Regions from separate parts of the Zea mays genome. Here region 2 is linked to region 1. A link is a contact called in public Hi-C data. All regions are on one chromosome and are shown on one strand. Each heading gives the region's core, a stretch centred on a gene start, on an enhancer-like site or on the middle of the called end of the contact. The rest is flanking DNA. Distances are from core to core; before and after follow the strand shown.

The links. A called contact is a pair of places that touch in the nucleus more often than the background predicts.
Region 2: a Hi-C map of leaf shows a contact between it and region 1, with 4 times the contacts expected there. The contact joins the promoter of LOC100277313 here to the promoter of LOC100384006 in region 1. A contact is called at or near these places in 6 of 25 Hi-C or Micro-C datasets (bundle sheath, ear, leaf and 1 more).

The regions. Positions count from the first base shown.
Region 1 is chr9:22,315,220-22,318,715 of Zm-B73-REFERENCE-NAM-5.0, reverse strand. It overlaps LOC100384006, which reads left to right and starts at 1,614. Exons shown (of 11, transcript NM_001176617.2): 1 at 1,614-1,790; 2 at 1,917-2,122; 3 at 2,224-2,343; 4 at 2,439-2,603; 5 at 2,691-2,841; 6 at 3,279-3,496. The coding sequence starts at 1,958. It overlaps LOC100384855 (Superoxide dismutase [Fe] 3 chloroplastic), which reads right to left and starts at 1,266. Exons shown (of 9, transcript NM_001366879.1): 1 at 1,172-1,266; 2 at 446-520; 3 at 153-341. The coding sequence starts at 323.
Region 2 is chr9:22,590,834-22,594,329 of Zm-B73-REFERENCE-NAM-5.0, reverse strand. It overlaps LOC100277313, which reads right to left and starts at 1,559. Exons shown (of 5, transcript NM_001371745.1): 1 at 1,267-1,559.

The DNA of each region.
Region 1 (3,496 bases), core at 365-2,864:
TGCATGACAGAAAACACAAGCTTGGAACTCCAAAAACCATCCTACTATTGCCGAAAGCACAAATTGCAGTTTTTTTTGAAAGAAAACATATGACAGACAGAAGATGATCAGTGCAAGCAAAATAGAATGGACGGAGTATGTAAACAAGTTACCTGTGCTGCATTGTTATATTCTGGTAATGGATTGCCATTGTTGTAGGCTTCTTTTATCAGATCCTCCAGCGTATATCCATACAGAGGGCTGGTAGCCAGCTGCTTATTCAAGCCATCCACGTAATCTTGATGGTGCTTACCCCAGTGAAGTTCAACTGTCCTCTTGCTCATGTAAGGTTCCAGAGCATCCTGAGCATTGTACCAGAAAACAAAGGTAAACAAAGTTAAAATTTGGATATTCCTTTAATGACAGCACGTGAATCTTTTGAGATTGACGTCAACAAGCTTACAACCAGTTTATATGGTGGAGTTGTGAGACTGTAATAGGACACAACTTTCAAAAGTCTTCGAGATAGGCCACCCTGCCGCTGTATTTTGTGCAATAAACATCAGGCGCAAACAGCACACAACCTCAAAACACATGTCTGCACAGCAATTTCATTGATTCCAACATGCTTTAAAAATTAAAATATGTGAGGATGACAGCAGAAGCTCAAACAAACTGGGCCTTACTAAACAGGAAATCAGTTGACTTCAATTGAATGCCCAAGTATGATCATTGAATAATGAAAAGTAGTACAGTTTAGCCTCTTAAAAAGGTAAGGTCATCTGTGCAATTTAGTCCCTTAAGAAGGTAAGGTCACCCAACTGCGCAATCAAAATGCCGTCGATTTCCATGTGACATAAGTGAGAGATTGAATTTATATGCATGTGAAACACACATAGACACACGCGAATCCTCTTATGCTAGAGCTGTAGAGCATTATAATGGCTAGGCAGTCCGGAACACAGCAGTGAACGGAAGAGACCCGGACCGCTCCATGCTTGCGGCTTGCCACTCTGCCAGTCGCAGCGCAGCGCCATGGCGGGCAACGTACTGGGTCCTGGGTGAGGCACACGGGGCATCACCCGCAGAAGGCGTGGGCGCGTGGCTCCGCCTCTCGCACAATCGAAACAAACATGAATGCAGCGAGAAGGGAGTAGAAGAAGGGTTCAGTAGAGGGTCCCACGGGGCTCACCGAGCGCAGCTGCCTCTGCTGAAGCTTCACACCCGCCGGCGGTGGAGGTGGAGAGCCGAAGCCGCCATTTTTCTCTGCGCCGCGCTATCCAAATCCACCCCGCGGAAGGAGGCTGGCCAAACCGCCGAAGCCGGAATTTCACCGCAAGTTTGCAGATCAGCCCAAAGCATTTCCAAAAAAGACCCCTGTTGGGTCGAGACTTCTAATATAGATCCTGTGTTTTTTCAGAAAGACACCTAGCTTCGATCGCTGATGGCAATCACGGCCTATATATTTTCCAAAAGAAATCCTAATTCGGGTCGTGACTCGGGAGTAATAATAGCCGCAGTTTCGCAGATTAGCCCCCACTCAGGGAAAAGTCGCCGCAATTTGACTACAGTTGGACGCACTAACGAAAGCAAACTCTATGCTATATTAGGACACAGAAAAGATCAAAATCTCGCGTTCGGATCAGCCTCTCTGTCATGTCGCCAATACAGCGCAGCGCTCCGCATCCACCCAAATCGGAGTAGGGTCGTCAGTACAGCGCGACGCCCTGCCAGTAGCCGCCGCAACCGGCCGCCGGTCCCGCGCGAGGGGAGGAGGAGATCACTGCGGCGGCGTCTTCTGCCGGTTTGAGGTAGCTGCGGTCATTTCCGTTCGCGCTTAAGCTAATTGGAGTTGTTAATTTGGAGGGGAAGAAGATTCAGCTGGCTTACTCCGGTTCGGGTTTTCTTCTTCTTATAAGTGGATCGTCAAATTTCAGGATTCGGGGCATCACTGCAGCAGCTGGCGCCAGGCTCCAGCATGGACACGGCGTTTCTGAGTCCTCCGCTTGCCCGTAATCTGGTTTATGACGAGTTTGCCGTTCTTCACCCCACTAGCTACCCTTTTCATACTCTTCGGTATTTGAGATGCAATCCAATGTATTCGAGACCGCTGCTAACAATAGCACCAGCCTCACCATCAAGGGTATGCTCTTCCCGAAGTTGTTTCGCATATATCGTTAGATATACATTAACGCCTGGAGCAAATTCCAAGGCCTGTGATCTGATACCACAACTCTTGTGCAGGGCTTGATTCAGAGAGTGGCCGCACTACCTGATGTTGATGATTTCTTCTGGGAGAAGGATCCTACTCCAATACTTGACACAATTGATGCACCCATTCATTTGAAAAATCTATCTAGTAAGGTCGTCAGAGTCATACTCTATGGACTTCCATTCTCGTAGCGATAATGCATATGATTTGAGAAAATTTTGACGCTTGTATACCTAAACAAAAACAGGAGCTCAAGCAGTTAGCCGATGAAGTTCGTTCAGAAATAGCTTTCATAATGTCCAGAAAATGCCAACCGTGTGGTGCTGATCGCTCAGTTGTGGAGCTGACAATTGCTATACATTATGTGTTCAATGCCCCAATGGATAAGATACTATGGGATGCTGGTCAACATGTAAGACATCTCTCTGTTACTGTTGTTTTGTTTTTCTCAGATCTGTTATCTGCAACCCTTTTCCGCTCAATAGTTTTCTTGCAACAGGCATATGCGCACAAGATTCTCACAGGAAGGCGCTCTCTCTTCCATACTATTACACAGAAAAATGGCCTTTCTGGGTTCACGTCGCGTTTTGAGAGCGAGTATGATCCCTTTGGTGCTGGACATGGATGCAATAGTCTATCCGCTGGCCTTGGTACTGCCCTTATTTGTTCATTACTGTCTTGCATGGCAAATTGAACTGTTCTCTGCAACTGGAATGGAATTGAAATGATGCTCGGAGTTATTTCTTAGTGATATTTTTCACCTATATGATTTTTTATTACTTCAATAAAGTTGGATTTAGTTTCCAAATCCAATTATTTATGCGGCGCTAAGAGATTTTATTTTTAAGGATAGATCCTAATCTAAATTGTTCTGCTCAGTACTTTCAGTTTCTATTCTTTATTTTCATATGAAATTGCATGGAATCCTCACAGTAAACGATGCTTACAGCCCACAGATTAATCATCGCAAAACTTTACACATCATGATAAAATCCAAGCTCTATTCAGTATTTCTTGAATCTTGCTTCTTTTATAGCCTTGTAAAGTTTCATTTCGTTTCTTTAGTTTTTGAGTTACTTCTTATCAGGGATGGCGGTTGCAAGGGATATAAATGGGAGAAAAAATCGAATAGTGACAGTTATAAGTAATTGGACAACCATGGCTGGCCAGGTGTACGAGGCAATGGGTCATGCTGGCTTCCTCGATTCCAACATGGTGGTTATTCTAAATGATAGCTGTCATACCTTGCTTCCTAAAGCAGATGGCGGGGCAAAGATGTCAGTCAATGCCTTTTCTAGTGCTCTA
Region 2 (3,496 bases), core at 310-2,809, 280 kb before region 1:
CAGCAACAAAATAAGAGCAGTAGGGGAATATACTACAGAAGCTGAGTTACTTTGATTAAATATTGCATTCTTGGGGAGGGAATATGTATGACAGCCATCAAATGATATGGCTCCCACCAAGGCATAAAGCATTTACGGACTTCCTAAAAAGGGTCTATTTATCAAACTTGCAAGTTTGTATGGACTGTCTAATTTAGAATGAATATGCTTGAATCGGCCCTGGTATATATTTCTTTGCAGTTTGCACTGCAATTATTCGTACTTGTTACGGCTGATGGACGTCGATGTATTGCATGTCAATGCATAGCATTGCATCACAAATGAAAATATTGACAAACAAGGGGGAAATAGGTCTAATGTCTGAGTAACCAGCGTCCCCTCCCACCAATCACCCATAGACAAATCAACAGGGTGTTCTCACGGCAATCCCGAAAGAAGATAAAGAAAACACTCTCATATCGTTATCACACCCTATAACTTGGCTTCTTCAGCAGCATCTACAAACGCTAGAGCAACGTTATGCCGACGCTTTTGGCGGTGCTGACTTGAGGAGGCATCAATTCGACGCGGAAGTGCAGAAAGCAAGGGTTCATGTTTCTTTGTTATCAGTTGCAAATACTGTTTCCACTAGATCATGTTGGTTCATGATTCATGGAATGGAGATCAGTAGGGCAAATTAGAAGCCCAACTTGATCTGGTGGAGGTGAAGTTCAGCCCGCGTCGCAACCAAACGGCACTCAACTTTCTGAAAAAAAGGCAAGAGATGCCAAGGTTCTTCTAATCCCAGATAAATTTTATTTGCAAGTATTGTTCCCCGTGTCGCGAGAATGATGTCCCCTGACTACCTGTTCCCTGAGAGGGAGCTCACGTATGCAGCGTCCAGTTGCTGTATTCGTAACATATATAGAGAACATAAATTCTGCATGGCGGTGGGCCGGTGGTCTTCTCTAAAGCTACATTATATTTCTATTGAATGCATAAACAAATCAACACAGACGAAAAGCTTATGAGATGGATGAAATTATAAAAAGAACGGTTGCAGATCTTTGTCAGTCTTTTCTGTTGCCCTTATCCTAAAGCCCACGGAAAGCAGCAGAACCCAGAAAGTAGCAAAAGAGGAAAGAAGAATGCCAGGGTCAGTTCATCCTTTTACCGCATCTCCCTCCCTCTTTTGCACTGAGAGAGTGAGGAGAAAAGGAAAAGGAATGCAGCACAACTTTTGACGGTGATTAAGTGTGGCGAGGTTGAGCCTGCTCGGTTGAATACCTGAGGCTTGTTCGGTTACCGTCGCGTCGGGGATATTCAGAGCGGAGGCCTGGGGGCAGGGAAGCCGCGAGCGCGACTCCTCACGCTGCCTCATCCCAGCGGGCGGCGGCGGCGGCCCAGCTCGGCCATCCGCCGGGGGGGCGGACCTACGGAGCTCGCATTCGAGGCGAGGGGTATCGCACCCCCAACGGCCCAATCCCGATCGACTTTTCACTTCGGCTCCAGCGCCGCACCGACGCCGCCGCGGAACGGCACGATCTGTTCGCCGCGTGGACCCTTGCGTGCAATTTTTTCTTGAGTGGAGTTCTCTCTAGTCTCTTCTCTGCTGCGTCAGGGAATTTGATTATTCTTTATTGTTTTTTATAAAGTAATTCATCCAAATCAAATAAATTGCAGAACTAGTCGTGTCGCCAATTGGAATGAAGAAATTATAAATCTTCACCAGTCCAATAAGCTGTTTCTTTTTTCTTTTTCATAGTTAGATTAGAATTAAAATTGACAGAACTCACCTTTTCCACCAGCATATATTAAAATCAAAACATATCGGCCTAAGTTAGGATAGATAAATCATTTTATACATTGAGGTAACATATCTAGATATCTGGTGTAAAAAAGATTAAGATGGTAAGATTGAATCTTGTCCATCACATCTATCATCTATGGCCAGGGCTAACCATTTCGAAGAAAATGTAAATCTCGCATGACACCCAAAACGAAATTTGGAGCGAATTTCGCCGAAATTCATCCAAATCCGTTCAGGATGGAATTTGAAATTTTAAAACGATTTTTTGTGTTTTCGGCGAAATACGGTGCAGTTTCGGTGAAATTCGTTGTTTCGGACCGGAAAACATTTCTCGTGTTAGAAAAAACTAACAGGATTTTTTACATGGTCAAACGATTTTTTCGACTAAAAACATCGAAAGTCGGTCAAAAGCGCCGAAATTCAGTTTTACTTTTTTTAACTTTTTGAAATTCAAACCGAATTTTCGAAAAATCCTGGCGAATTCTGATTCTGCCAAACAACGAGAACGGGAAAAAATGGCGGGTTTTTCGAATCCCGAGCGGGGTTTAAATCCCTGTCTATGACTGAGTATAACTCCGCTTGAAGAATGTGTCCTAGTTTGTCAATACCTAAGTGTTCTTTAAAAAAAATAATATGAAATGAGGGGAATTGCACACAACCGTAAAATAGCTCGATAGACATAATTTGTTGGTAACATTAACATGTTAACACTCTTGTTTTTTATGCGAGATATGTTGCCCTATATAAATGTTTAGAACTCGATAACAAATTATAAATTTTTGTAGTCCACATTTTCTAGTTTAATGTTATGTTGGTGCCAAAATTATCAATACACTGATGAGGTCTTCAACTATTAGTTTCAACATTGATCAGTCATTTTTCGCCAAGATAGATCTTAACGAATGCGCTGTGAACTAAGATCTAAGAAGTTACAAAAGAGAGGTAATAATAATAAAGAGAATCGCTGCATCACCCCTGCCAATCTCGGGGTGGGATTTGGGAGGTGTCAAAGTAAGGTGTTGTTTGGTTCACGAAATATAACGTAAATAATAATATTAATGGTTTATGTTTGAGTACCAGCGATAACAAATTTAAATAGACCGGTATCAATTTTTAGTGTGATATCTGATTACGATTAGACTTAAATAAACATGATTTAATATTATCAGTTATCTATTATATTACAAAACATAAATTCTTTAGGCCATCGATGGGCCGCATAGAAGTCTGTCACGCTAATGCGATGGGCCTTCTCTTAGTTAGGACGTAGGAGCACTTCATTCCGTAGAGCTGGGTAGCACCATCATCCGTAGGGAAAAAACAACTGGGCCAGATTCAGCCTTCCGGGGGCAAAAGGACAGTAAATAAATAAATCAAGCAACCAAGCCGGGGTAACTGATATTTAATTTGGTCATGAGACAGATTTATTTCGTGACTATTTCATGTTATTTTCAATTATTTTCCTTCCCCCTTTGCTTGGTGATGAGGTGAGTGAGGGTTTGATCGGGTGTGGACTGTCATGTTTGTAGGAGTAGAACACGTACACTATGTTGGAATTTAGCATATCTAAGTCTATTTGTGGTTGGCTTAATTCATGTAAGAAAGTTAAAATGGTGTGTAGAGATGGCATGAAAAGTTTAGTCCTACATTGTTTATCTAGTTGGGGATAACCAACATATATGTGAGGTGCATATTACTTCTCACATG